Linked DNA regions of Cricetulus griseus: region 1 is linked to region 2. The links are chromatin contacts, called in public Hi-C maps. All regions are on one chromosome and are shown on one strand. Each heading gives the region's core, a stretch centred on a gene start, on an enhancer-like site or on the middle of the called end of the contact. The rest is flanking DNA. Distances are from core to core; before and after follow the strand shown. Region 1 has its middle 140 kb from the start of Tcf4. Region 2 overlaps Tcf4 (transcription factor 4).

Region 1 (5,898 bases), core at 1,780-4,279, 480 kb before region 2:
GAGCAAAGTGACATTGTACTCATGGCTTGTTTGGAACCCAGGGTTTAGGTAGGTTTACTGGGAAGGAGGAATGACCTAAACTAGGATTGAGAGCTTGGACCTGACAGAGCTGCAGTCCTTACTGTCCTCTAGGCTCTACTGTGCGTGCATCTGCCAGGCTGTCAGCATGAGAGGGACAGTACAGAGGGAAAGGGACACACATGGTGAAGCAGGCTTGTGTTGTGAGGCCTCGGTGTGGCGCCGCATTCATCTCCTTGTCTGCCACCCTTCTGGACCGTGGTCTCCTTTGAAACGGGCTATATCGTGTTCTTCTTTGGGTCTTCAGCATCCATGTCATTTCTGCACACAGGAAGACCTTCATCTATGCTTGTAAAGGATCAAATGTGTGAACCACAATTAGTGAGGGGACAATTGTGAAAGTGAGAGCGCTCACAGTTCATCCATCCGGCACTCCAAACACGGTTTCACCAGAACTCTGCCTTTAGACTGGAAAGAGAACTGTCTGATGATGACAGTGACATGTTTCTCTAAATATGAATACTGAACACTTAAAATATAACCCTGTGCCTTTATCTTTTAGAGATTCTCACACTGTCTTGATTATTTTTTACCTGTCAACTCTACTAGACACGCCGTATGGTGAGAAATAGAAATAAAAAGAAGATAAATTTAGGGGCTGGGGGGATGTCTCAGGGGGTTAAAGCTCTTGCTGCAGCAACCTAAGAACTGGAATCTGGATTCCAGTGTCCTGTGAAGAACATGTGTGATGGCATGTGCCTGAGCCCCAGAACTGGGTGGGGAGGGCAGGTTGCTAACCAGCAAACCTCCCCAAACATCGGGTACTAGGTTCAGTTAGAAACACTCTCTCAAAAGCAAACAAGGTTGAGAAGGAGAAAAAGAAGGCACTGATGTGGACCACTGGCCTCCACTACTACACATGAATGCATACCATACACACAAGAGGAAGATAAGGGTTGGGGGGATGCAGATGGTACTTGATACAGTCTGATAGGGAATAGCCTTGATACCAGCAAAAGTTCTTCTTTAATTTATTTCTGTACTTATACTTGTGTTTTATGCATAGGATCTTTTTAGCTATTCTTTTCTTTTTTAAATAAATTTCATTTGTTCTTTCATTGTAGGCATGGGGCACATGCTAGATAGTGCACTGTGGAGGTCAAAAGATGAGAAAGAGTTCTGTGCTATGATGTGGATCCCAGGGATCAAACTTGGGTCATCCAATTTGGCTTCAAGCACCTTTACCACTGAGCCATCTCACCAGCCCTCTATCTCTGCATCCTGAATCCTCTTTTCACCACCATACACAGCCTGGCTCCTAAAGGTAACAAGTACTTCCTACCTGACAGTCTGTGGGACATTCCTCACCTCCCTTTGGTTCCTGTGTGAAAGTCTGCTTCCTGTGTCCATCTCCTGGTTATTTACCCCACACACACATTTGTTTCCTACTGCCTTTGACTTTGAACAGCAAACCTTTGATAGGTGGCTAGGAAAGCAAAAGAAAGTTTACTCCATGTTTGTTGTTGTTTTCAAACTATACTGTCTTTTGTAATTTATAAGATCCTGCCCAGGTGGGGCCAGATGGGTGACAAAATTGCTTTTCTCATCCATCCATGATCAGAGAAACTAAAAATTTAAAAAACTGGAAGCTGGACAATTACATTTTATCCTCAGCTCTCTATGACCTTGGAGAATCACTCAGTGGTTTCACTATAACAAAAAGGTGAACCGTGTATAGCATGGCAGCAAACCTTAGGGATCACAGATAGATGCCAGGCATTCAGGCCAGTTCTCCATCATCATGCTGGGGGCCCTCTGGATAAGAGAACCACATTCACCAAGTGTAAGCCATGCATGGTGATTCTGAGGGCCTGCGTGGTGCTAAGCAACTCCATCTATACAGAGACTGCATTGTGGGCAATGGATAAGAAAGAGACTACAGGGAAAGGCCAGCAACAACATAGTAGCAACAGTGGAGAAATAACATCTGCTTGCATTTCAGGCAGGTGTTGCCTCTCCTGTTGCCTAAGAAGACAGCCTGTTGGCTACTGAACAAGAGGAAACTCTTCTGAGAAATTGTGTCACAAACCTCTTCTTCTTGTTCCTCTGGTGACAAATGAGGATGCATTCCTAGCAATATTTCTTTCTCTGTTCCATTCTCTTCAGCACACTGTCTCACACGCTTATCTTCCTAAAACTCTATTTGTAAACCTGGTGGTGATGGCACAGTTCTTTAATCCTAACACCCAAGAGGCAGAGGCAGGCAATTCTCTGCAAGTTTGAGGCCAGCCTGGTTTACAGGGTGAATTGTGAGTTCCAAGACAGCCAAGGCTGTCTCAAAAAGACAAAACAAAACCAAAACAACAACAACAAACACTTCAATATGTATACTAAATAATTTTTTTAAGTATCTACTCTGTCCCCTATATCTGAGATACCAAAAAGAAAAAGCTACTTCTGAACCAAAGAAACACCATGCTTGGGTCATTCTCTCACACAAAACCAGCAATGCCATCGTGATGACAACTAATAGGAATCTGTCTGTCAGAGCTACCATTGTCAACTTGACAGGCTCTAAAATCACCTAGAAGACACACCTCTGGCCATGTCTAGGGGGAGTCTTTTGAGATTTCATTAAGGGAGGAAGGATAGTATCACTCCATGATCTGGGGTCTGGAATGGAATGAAAAGGAGAAACTGAGCTGAATGGCAGCGTTCATCCCTCCCCACACACACTGCAGTCAGTGTGACCAACTGCTTCTTCACTGCAGACAGTGTGACCAGCTGCTTCCTCACTGCAAACAGTGTAAGCAACTGCTTCCTCACTGCAGACAGTGTTCATCTCCCCACCCCCACTGGAGACAGTGTGATCAGCTACTCTCTCACTGCAGACAGTGTGACCAGCAGCCTCTTCATTGCAGTGTCACCTGCCGCCTCCTCACTGCAGACAGTGTGACCAACTGCCTCCTCACTGCAGACAGTGTGATCAGTTGCTTCAACTCTGCAGTGTGACCAGCTCCCCCATCATCAAGCCACCCACACCCACTTCCTTCCTCGTCATGATGACTGTACCCTCAATCAATGAGCAAAATAAACACTTCCTAAAATTCCTTCTGTCTGGTATTTTGTTACAGCCAGAAGAACTGGTCTCTGAGAAGCACCCTCAGGGAGTGTGAACATCCTCTCTACCCTAAACTCATACCCTACAACTGCCATACTGTTTAGTCATTTGAATTGCCTCCTATGCATTAGTGTTATTTCCTCCATGGCACTGTAATCTACTGAAGTGCAAGGATCTGGGCTTATAGTCATTCTTTTTTGGTCACTCACAAGGCAGGGATTAATTCCTTGGTTTTGCACTCAACGGGTTTTTTTTTTAATCTGAGGATAAATCAAAGGACGTTAAAGATTTGATTGATTTCAAGGATTAAATCCAACACCAGAGAAGTTTCCTCTTAGTGAAAACTTCTTAGTTCTTAAATAATAAAACCATCAGTGCAACTTACCATAAAAATTGAATTTTAAAAATGTGTTTAAATGTGAAGTAGAGAGAAAACATTGCTAGTTCTATAACATCTAATGTTTAATTTTTTTAAAAAAATATATCATCAGCTTGCTTTTCTTTCAATTAATTGTGCTTGTAATTTTTCCAATTAGCCTCAAACTCTACTCCCATTACTTTGCTTTTTTAGGGAAGTATTAGAACAAATCATTCTACAGTGTATTGCACTAATGATAACTTGTATGATCTTATTTAGTCATTTAATATGAAAGGAAGAAAATCTCTTCCTTCTGGTGAAGCTGCTCCCCCACATACTGCTTTTGGGTAAAGCTAGTCAAGAGGACTGACTGGTAGTCACCTATAGGTTTCATTATCAAATGAGCTCAGTAGGTTTCATTATCAAATGAGCTCAACCTAGCTGCGCATGGTAGTGCATACCTATAAAGCAAGAACTTGGGAAACTGAGGCAGAATGATCAGGTAGAATTCAAGGCCAGTTCTACAGGCTACACAGTGAAACTGTATTCAAATAGAACTGGAATGCTCCACTCATCTTGAAGAAGGCAGCATGTGGATTTTGTTTCTGTGTTGTAATAACTGCTCTCATAATGGAGGACCCAAGAGCAGGTGAAAATAGAGGAGAATTCTAGCACAAGCAAAGCTGGCCATGACGTGCTTCTGGGACTTTCTGGTAGAGAGACTTGAAAGGATGAGACATACCCTCTGGCCTTGACTAGAAAACCAGCAGAGTCACACAGAACCAAGAAAATACTAGAATCCCACTGAAGCAAGCCAGGGTCTACAGTAAGAGTAACATGGAGTTCCAATCATGACTAGAGAATGTAACAAGATCATTGTGTGAGTGAAGCTAAGTGTTGTCTGGCAGCCTTGGACTCCAGGTTCATGAGAACACCTGTAAGAAACAGCCCTGTAATAACAAGGACTCTAAAGTGAAGTAAAGGCTTTGTCAATCTAAAGTACTTGATCAGTGTTCTTGAAGCTCTGGGTTTGAACCCCAACACTGCATGTAAACACAGCTTCTTGGTGGTAAAGGCAAGAGGAACAAAAGTTTAAGGTCATCTTCAGCTACACAGCACGTTCAAGATGGGTGGAATATATGAGAGCCCATCTCTAATAGTTCATTCAAAATGCCATACTTATACCTGCATTTGAAGCAAACCCTTCCAACTCTCCAACAATGTTTAAAGTTAGGTGTCAGAGGGAAGCAGATTTTGAAGACTCCAGTTCTTACACATTCTACTTGCTCAAAGGACAGATCCAGTCCAGAGATCTGTTCCACAGTGCAGTCCATTTATTCCTTTCCTCTGCCTACAGACATTGTCAGGACAGGATACTACAAATCTGGCCCACCATCTGCATTTATTCATTAAAGCTTTACTGGAACAGATGCAATTAGTTTGCATTTTATCTAGATCTGGTTTTGTACCAGGGCTACACAGTTGAACATGGACAGGGGTTGTGTGGCATGCCACATCTAAAGCATTTACTACCCACACAGAGAGTGTTTGCTAACTCCCAGAGCAGTGTGTAGTGCAAGACGACTGTACTTCCTACCTGTATTATTTACTAAACAGAGTTCCCTGATTCTCCTATGTCTCCTAACTCAGAATGCCATCATTACATCCTTTCTTCTCAGGAGCCAGAACTGTTGTAATCTAGACCCTGATAAAAGCTTCAAAGTCTCATCCTTAACATGGTGAAAGATAATCATGGAACGTCTTCCACACAGTGGTCATACAAGTCCAATGTCATAATGCATGGAGCATCCCTCATCTATTGTCTGGTACAAAATAAACATCAAAAAACAAAGAGCAATTACTGCTATCAGTCAGGTAGGTAGTGGTCATTTTAGAATCTCATTCAAGTAGAATTTGTTTCTAATATAATGTGCACTCTTGCTAAGTCTAGCAATATGGTCACTGGTCAGAACAAGTAGAAGCAGGATAAGGCAATCAGTTTAAATGATGTCAATATAAAAAAAATTATTTTAAGAAAATCCCTTATCATGCTTTATTGCTGGCAATCTCTACAGTATCTTGTAAATTGCTTTAAATAGGTATTTAAAATTTTCTGTAGGCCTCTGTCAAATACAGATAAGGGTCGGGAAGGGAAAATTTACATTTCATCAGTATTAAAAATTCATTAAAACTCATGAAAATGTACTTTATCATGCTTTTTGGTGTTTTATATTACAATCCCTGGGACATACTTGGGGGGGAAAATCATTTCACAGTTGCTGTTTAAATCTTAAAACATCTCAAATTCTTTCTTCAACTCCAAACGCCATTCATTACACTCTTTCTTCTAAAGAACCGTAACTGCTGTAATCTAGACCCTGATAAAGGCTTTAAAGTCCTC
Region 2 (6,763 bases), core at 1,754-4,253:
GAACATTGAGGTGTATGATTTTCATGATTATGATTTTCATTGCAATTAAGTTGATGTTTTGTAGACAGTGAAATTACCATCTACTCCAAAAGATTGCAAAATAGAATTTAACCTCAGAGCCGATGCAAGGAAAACTTGTTTCCACAGGTGCATTTCTGAAACTTCACCAGACAGCACAGGGGAACCAGGAGGAGCCCGGGTCTGGCTGGAAGGAAGTTCTGCGTTTCTGGAGTGAATGTATTTATGCATAGAATTCTGGACGTCAGCTGATCTCTGTTTCTATCTTTTTTTATTTCATCTTTCTATAGGAATGCCACCAGGTCTCCAGGGCCAGAGTGTGTCTTCTGGCAGCTCCGAGATCAAATCTGATGATGAGGGCGATGAGAACCTGCAAGACACAAAATCTTCTGAGGACAAGAAATTAGATGACGACAAGAAGGATATCAAATCAATTACTAGGTCAAGATCTAGGTAACAGTATATAATACTGTCGCTTCATTTAATTCCTTTATTGGACTTTGATGAAGTGAACAGAACAGGAAGAAACTATTCAGTTTTTTCCTGGCAGGTAAAGCCTCAGATGGAAAGAAAATGAAAGGCCTGTTCAGGTATCATTTAAGATACCTGTATTCTAGTGAGGCCTAAATGGCTTTGGATTTACAAATTTGGACCCAATGCTAATTGCATACCATAAAATTATTTGTACCTGATTCAAATGAAAACAGTTTCTTGTTAAAACTGTATTCTTCAAATTTGGTCAGAACTGTTTTTGCCTCAAGTATTTCTAAAGAGGAGATTTTTAGCCATGCTCAAGAGTCAATTGATTGTATATACAACTGTATGTTTTTTTTTCTTGTCTTTCAAGTAAGAAAATTCTGATTTCTTAATTTTATTCTGAACAGGTTGCTGTATGTAAAATAAATTCTAATTTTTTTCCCTCCCTGCTAAAAACACAACTGCAGGGAAATAGCTTCAAGTTGCTGTTCTTAAATATCTACTATCTTTGAATTCAGTGTGTCTCTTTTAACTTGAGTCTGATGATCAGATAGCTGGTTTAGGGTTCCTCAGGACCCATATGCATTGCCTTCATTCCTTTGGGTTAATTTTCTTTGCAGATTACCCAGTTGTGTCAAGACTTCAGCTTCTTTTAAAGGTTATGGTTCTCAGAGCTATAGCTGGTGTCTTTCATGGGTCGCATTCACACTGCTTTTTCATCTCTTCATAACTATCATGACAAATTACATTCTGTGTCCTGCTATTACTAGGTCCAGAGATGCTAAGTGCTTCTATCTTACCCCCTCCTCCCATCACTGTAGTTTCCTGATTTGTGGTCACATTGGCAAGAAATCCTTGGGTGGGGATTTCACATCCTGAATAGTTTCTCTGAGTGAGTTCTTGGTAATTTAGTGGCCATAACGTATACATATTAATTGGTTCTTTGAAGTTTCAGAACATCTTTTTACTTACCATTAGGTATCTCTTGTTAACAGCCATCTTCATGCCATTTATAATGTATGCCTTGTAGAGTCTTCAGTGAAATAGTGTCCATGAGGAATTTATTTATGTAAATAACTAGTTCAAATTAATCATTAGTCTGAAATTTTTTTCCCATTTTCTGGTTCTCCCTATGTAAAGTTTGACACGTGGTTACTGTCTAAAAAATATTGCCAGTCTTTTGCTTCAGAATAGGCCTACCAGAGACTCAACTATTTGCTTAATGGTATGCAGGGACAGTTTAATCACAGGCTGCATTCCCACCAGTGGCAGAAATTCTGGGAGAAGGAAAAGGAGAAGCTGGAAGGAAAATGAGGAAACAGAGAAAGAAAAGCCTTGCACTAGCTTTCAGTCAGTGGTATTCTGGCTTTCTTTCATAGCAGCATAGTCAGTGATGGTTGGGAGGTCACGAAGTCAAGCATTTCACACCACCTCACCCCAATACATACTCTTCTGTCTGAGCATCCTTACTACCTCAGGTACTTTACAGAGTTCAAGAATGCCTCTCCTGGTTAGGGCTCCTCCAGGGTAATTGGCCCTATTTGCACTTTGAATGCCACCTGTGGCTTTTCTTTTCTCTCTTTTTTTATTAGTATATGTTCATTGTACATATTGATGGGTTTCATAATAGTATTTCCCATCAAGCCCACTATGGACTTTGAACATGTTCATACTCTCCTGTTTTTTGCTTCCTGTTAGCATCCTACAGTATCCATGCTTCTACTTTCCTATGTTAGGAAAACTGGAGGACCACATGCAGAAAAGGGTGAAACCAGGTCCCTAACACTCACCCTGTACAAAAATCAGTTGAGAATGGGTGGAAGACCCTGTTGTAAAACCTGAGACTAGAAAGAAATGGGGAAAGCACTTCAAGATACAGGCATGGGCAAGGGCATTCTAAATAGGACTCTAGGAGTTCAGGGACAGGTCACATGGGAAGACGATACCCATTTAAAGTCAGCATTCATTACATACACAGTGAAGAGCTAATCCTCCCATCTTCGGTTCATCTTCAGTATGAAGACTCATCATCTTGATTTGACTCTGAACAATTTGGACTTAGGGGATTTTAAGCTTCTCTTCAAGTCTCTGTACCCAGTAGCTTGGAAAGGTCTCTCTCTCTCTCTCTCTCTCTCTCTCTCTCTCTCTCTCTCTCTCTCTCTCTCATCTCTCTCTGTGTGTAGTAGTATTTCTTCTTTCCCTCCCCCCAATGTTTCTCAAATTGAGAGTCCAGAAGAGTTTTGGTATTGGTATCTCATCTGGGGTTTTTTGTTTTGGTGAGTCTTTTTAGACAAACGTCTCCCCCAGCTCTCTTTTCTTTATAATATCCCTCAAAATGTCCCAAACCCTGGATCCATGAATACATCTGTGAGAGGAGATATGTTTTCCAGATGGCTCATCCACTGAGTCACCTTCTATAGCCAAGTCTCAGATGGGCCACTGTGACCACCAGAGATGATCAGACCCCAACCTTATGCCTACTGAACCCATTCTTTTATGATGAATCACAGGATATTTTAGTTCTAACAGAGAATCCTGTTTGGCTTTCTTTGTGACTCATAGAGTTCCTGGTCAGTTATAAAGAGGAGGTGTTTGGGTTTTGTATTGTGTTACATAGCTGATGTCACTTCAGGTTTCCTCAACTTCCTCAACTTATTTTGGAGATCATAAGCATCCGTCATCTGAAAGACCACAGAAATCATGGTATCACTCCCCCACCCCACCCCCCACACATACTTTTCATTTAGTTTGTAGAAGAAAGAAGACTCAAGACTCAGACAGAGTCAGTGGTTTGGACAGTCTTTGGATGTGGACACTGTCTGCTCTATGATGTTTCTAGTTCCTCCTCCTGTTAACATGGCTTATATTTACTGCGACCAACAAAAATCTGACTGCCAATCACTTATTTTCCGTCCGTTTCACATCTCACAGTATGAAAAAGTTTTAAAGATGAAGTAGTCATTTGCATTTTGATTAGTATAAGCTGAGCCTGGGTGGCTGTCTGCGTTAAGACTGAGATGTGTATATTGCATAGTGCATGAAGTTTTCATTCCCCTTCTGTGTCCCCTACACCAGGATGGACACTATGACCCTGATGGAGCCCAGATCATCCTCTGCTGTTTGATTTGGGTAAAATCCCTGGGAAGAAACAAAAGCTTTGTGTGTGCTTTTCCTAAACCAACCCCAAGGTCAGATGAAGGTCAAACGGATACAGTTCTGCCAAGGATGGATCTGACAAGTCTCAAAGTAATGTGATACACATAGCATCTTTCCCCCACACTGTCATGAAAGGTCCCATCCCTCTCGCCCTACAGCAATAACGATGATGAAGACCTGACCCCAGAGCAGAAGGCAGAACGTGAAAAGGAACGGAGGATGGCCAACAATGCCCGTGAGCGCCTGAGGGTCCGAGATATCAATGAGGCTTTCAAGGAGCTGGGCCGCATGGTGCAGCTCCACCTGAAGAGCGATAAACCACAGACCAAGCTCCTGATTCTCCACCAGGCCGTGGCTGTCATCCTCAGCCTGGAGCAGCAAGTGCGAGGTCAGGAGATAGATGCTTTAGCACCCTCTAAAGAATTGCTAGGGTGGGGGACTGCATCAAAATCTCTCTCCTGTTAATTAAGTTGTAGCGTGTTCTTCTAACTAGTGTTATATTACAGCTGTTCCTTTTGTGTGGCCAATTATCAAACATGATTGGCCAGCCTATTTTCATTCTTTGCTTTTGTAGGGTGTGTGTGTGTGTGTGTGTGTGTGTGTGTGTGTGTGTGTGTGTGTGTGTGTGTGTAGGTTGTAAGTTAAAGGTTAGTAAACCTGGGGCATCATTCTTTTCGGGTTGTCTATCATGATTCCTGAGACAGAACCTCTCACTGGGACCTGGGGCTTTCCAATTAGACTAGGGTTGGATAGCCAGTGAGGCCCCAAGGATCTGCCTATCTCTGTCTTGCCAGTGCTGGGTTACCAGCTTGCCACATGTCACTTTTTGTATGGATGCCAGGTACTGAACTTAGGTCCTCATGCTTGCACAATAATCACTCCCAATGAGCTATCTATCTTCCTAGCTCATTGTTTTAAATCGTAGTTGTCATTTTGAGGAAGGTTCTTATTGTATAGCTTAGTCTAGCCTAGAACTATATGTAGCAGAGACTGCCCTTAAGTTTATGATTTACTGGCTCTGCCTCTCAAGAGCAGGGAGACAGGCCTGAGTCATCATGCCTGCCTTCATGCTTGTAGAGTTCGGATTCTGGGTGCAGTTAATGGCAGTTAGATGAGTCGATTCCTTGTGCACCGGCCCTCACTGCTAGCCTCATCGGTAATGTGAATCAGAGTCTACGTGTCTGGCATGGACAGAGGAGAACTTCTCCACCCTCTCTGTAGAGCCCTGCTGACTGGATGCCCTGTGCTTTCATATCCCACAGAAAGGAATCTGAACCCGAAAGCTGCCTGTCTGAAAAGAAGGGAGGAAGAGAAAGTATCCTCAGAGCCTCCCCCTCTGTCCTTGGCTGGCCCACACCCTGGGATGGGAGATGCAGCGAATCACATGGGCCAGATGTGAAAGGGTATGCTGGCTGCGTTTTCCACTGTCTCTGCCCTCTCCCAGTTCCCCGTGGCACCCAAGCCACCAACAACTGGTATTACCCAGATTAGCCAATACTGTTCTTTCTTGAAAATGAGGGCTTAAAATTTTTTTAAATCATTTTCAATCACTGTTTTAATTACTTTTTTCTCCTTTTCTTTCCTCAGGTCCAAGTTGCCACCTTGCTTCATTAAAACAAGAGACCACTTCCTTAACAGCTGTATTGTCCTAAACCCACATAAACACTGCTCCTTAACCCCCTTTTTGTAATATAAGACAAGTCTGAGTAGTTATGAATCGCAGACGCAAGAGGTTTCAGCATTCCCAATTATCAAAAAGCAGAAAAACAAAAAGGAAAGAAAGAAAGAAAAAATGTGCAACTTGAGGGACGACTTCTTTAACATATCATTCTGAATGTGCGAAGCGGTATGTACAGGCTGAGACACAGCCCAGAGACTGAATGGCAATCCTTCCACACTGTGGAGCAATGCATTTGTGCCTAAACTTCTTTTGGAAAAAAAAATATAATTAATTTGTAAGTCTGAAAAAAATATTTAATTTAAAAAAAATTGTAAACTTGCAATAATGAAAAAGTGTACTTCTGAAGAAAACGACATGAACGTTTTTGTTGGCATTCAAGTCAGCTAGTGTTTCTAATTACCGGATATTGAATAGGGGAAGCCCGGCTACCCTCATAACAAAACCAGCAAACGTCCTGATGGCAACGAAATGATGACATTAGCCATTCCTTAGGGTAGGAGGGACAGATGGATGTTATAGACCTATGACAAATATATATATAAATATATATATAAATATATATTAAAAATTTAGTGACTATGGTAAGCTTTTGTTCATTTGTTTCAGACTTTTTTCTCCTGTACAAAAATAGTACTGATTAACTTTTTTAAAAGAAAGATTTTACTGTAAATATGGATTTTTTTTTTGTCTGATTTTTGTCCTTTCCCCCAGTTTGTTATCGTAACCTGTAGTGCCAACTCTGCTACCGGAGGGGCAGTGCAGGATGAAAGGCTGACCCTGTTGTTGCTTCTCATTCATAAATAGTAGAAAGTTGTTTCTCCAGTCTTTTGGGAACACAGGACTTAAAAAAAAAAATCACATCATGTGTAGAAATTACATGCAGCATTGCCCAGGCAAGGCAAAAAGAGTTTGTCTGGCTTGTGGCGCTGCCCTTGCGACCCTCTCCTGGGATTTTCAGAGGTACACGGTTAGAATGCTACAATGTTACCACTGTGCCTTCCAATGTTTATATCATCGGAAACATAACATAATCAAAGTGGCTGTGATTTAACAAAACGATTCAAGTGTTACCTACCTGTGTAGCCGAAGTAGTGTGCAGTGAGGCGTTTCTGAATACATGGTCAGATTTTTGGAAAAAATACAAAAACTTAAAAAAAAAAAAGAGTCAAGTTCAAAAACCGTCAAATGAGAAAATTGCAAGTAGTGTGACCGAGCTGATTGATTTTCTTTTCTTTCTTTTCTTTCTTTTTTTTTCAAAAATGGGTTTACTAAAAAGTAGATGACTTACCTGCCTCCTCCTTTGTGTGAAAAATGCCAACTAATCATGCAGCATTATAACAAGCCTTATAAGTCCTAAAGCATTAAGTTGCACTTTCATGAGGAGGGGTAGAACAGTATTCTCTGGCCAGTATGAATGAAGTTTATACTTAA

Evidence for each region. A called contact is a pair of places that touch in the nucleus more often than the background predicts.
Region 1: a Hi-C map of fibroblasts shows a contact between it and region 2, with 6 times the contacts expected there. The contact joins two enhancer-like sites. A contact is called at or near these places in 3 of 8 Hi-C or Micro-C datasets (the CHK-Q cell line, fibroblasts and liver).

Annotation. Positions count from the first base shown.
Region 1 is chr2:170,275,587-170,281,484 of CriGri-PICRH-1.0, reverse strand. No RefSeq gene overlaps it. Among named protein-coding and RNA genes, the nearest start is that of Tcf4, 140 kb to the right of the region's middle. Within about 2 kb of position 3,029, at least 1 of the 6 cell types and tissues checked has open chromatin away from gene starts, as enhancers often do. A contact at or near this core is called in fibroblasts, where this site is marked.
Region 2 is chr2:169,796,786-169,803,548 of CriGri-PICRH-1.0, reverse strand. It overlaps Tcf4 (transcription factor 4), which reads left to right. Exons shown (of 18, transcript XM_035440081.1): 15 at 309-471; 16 at 3,810-4,039; 17 at 4,914-5,054; 18 at 5,239-6,763. The coding sequence ends at 5,050. Among named protein-coding and RNA genes, the nearest start is that of Ccdc68, 260 kb to the right of the region's middle. Within about 2 kb of position 3,003, at least 2 of the 6 cell types and tissues checked have open chromatin away from gene starts, as enhancers often do. A contact at or near this core is called in fibroblasts, where this site is marked.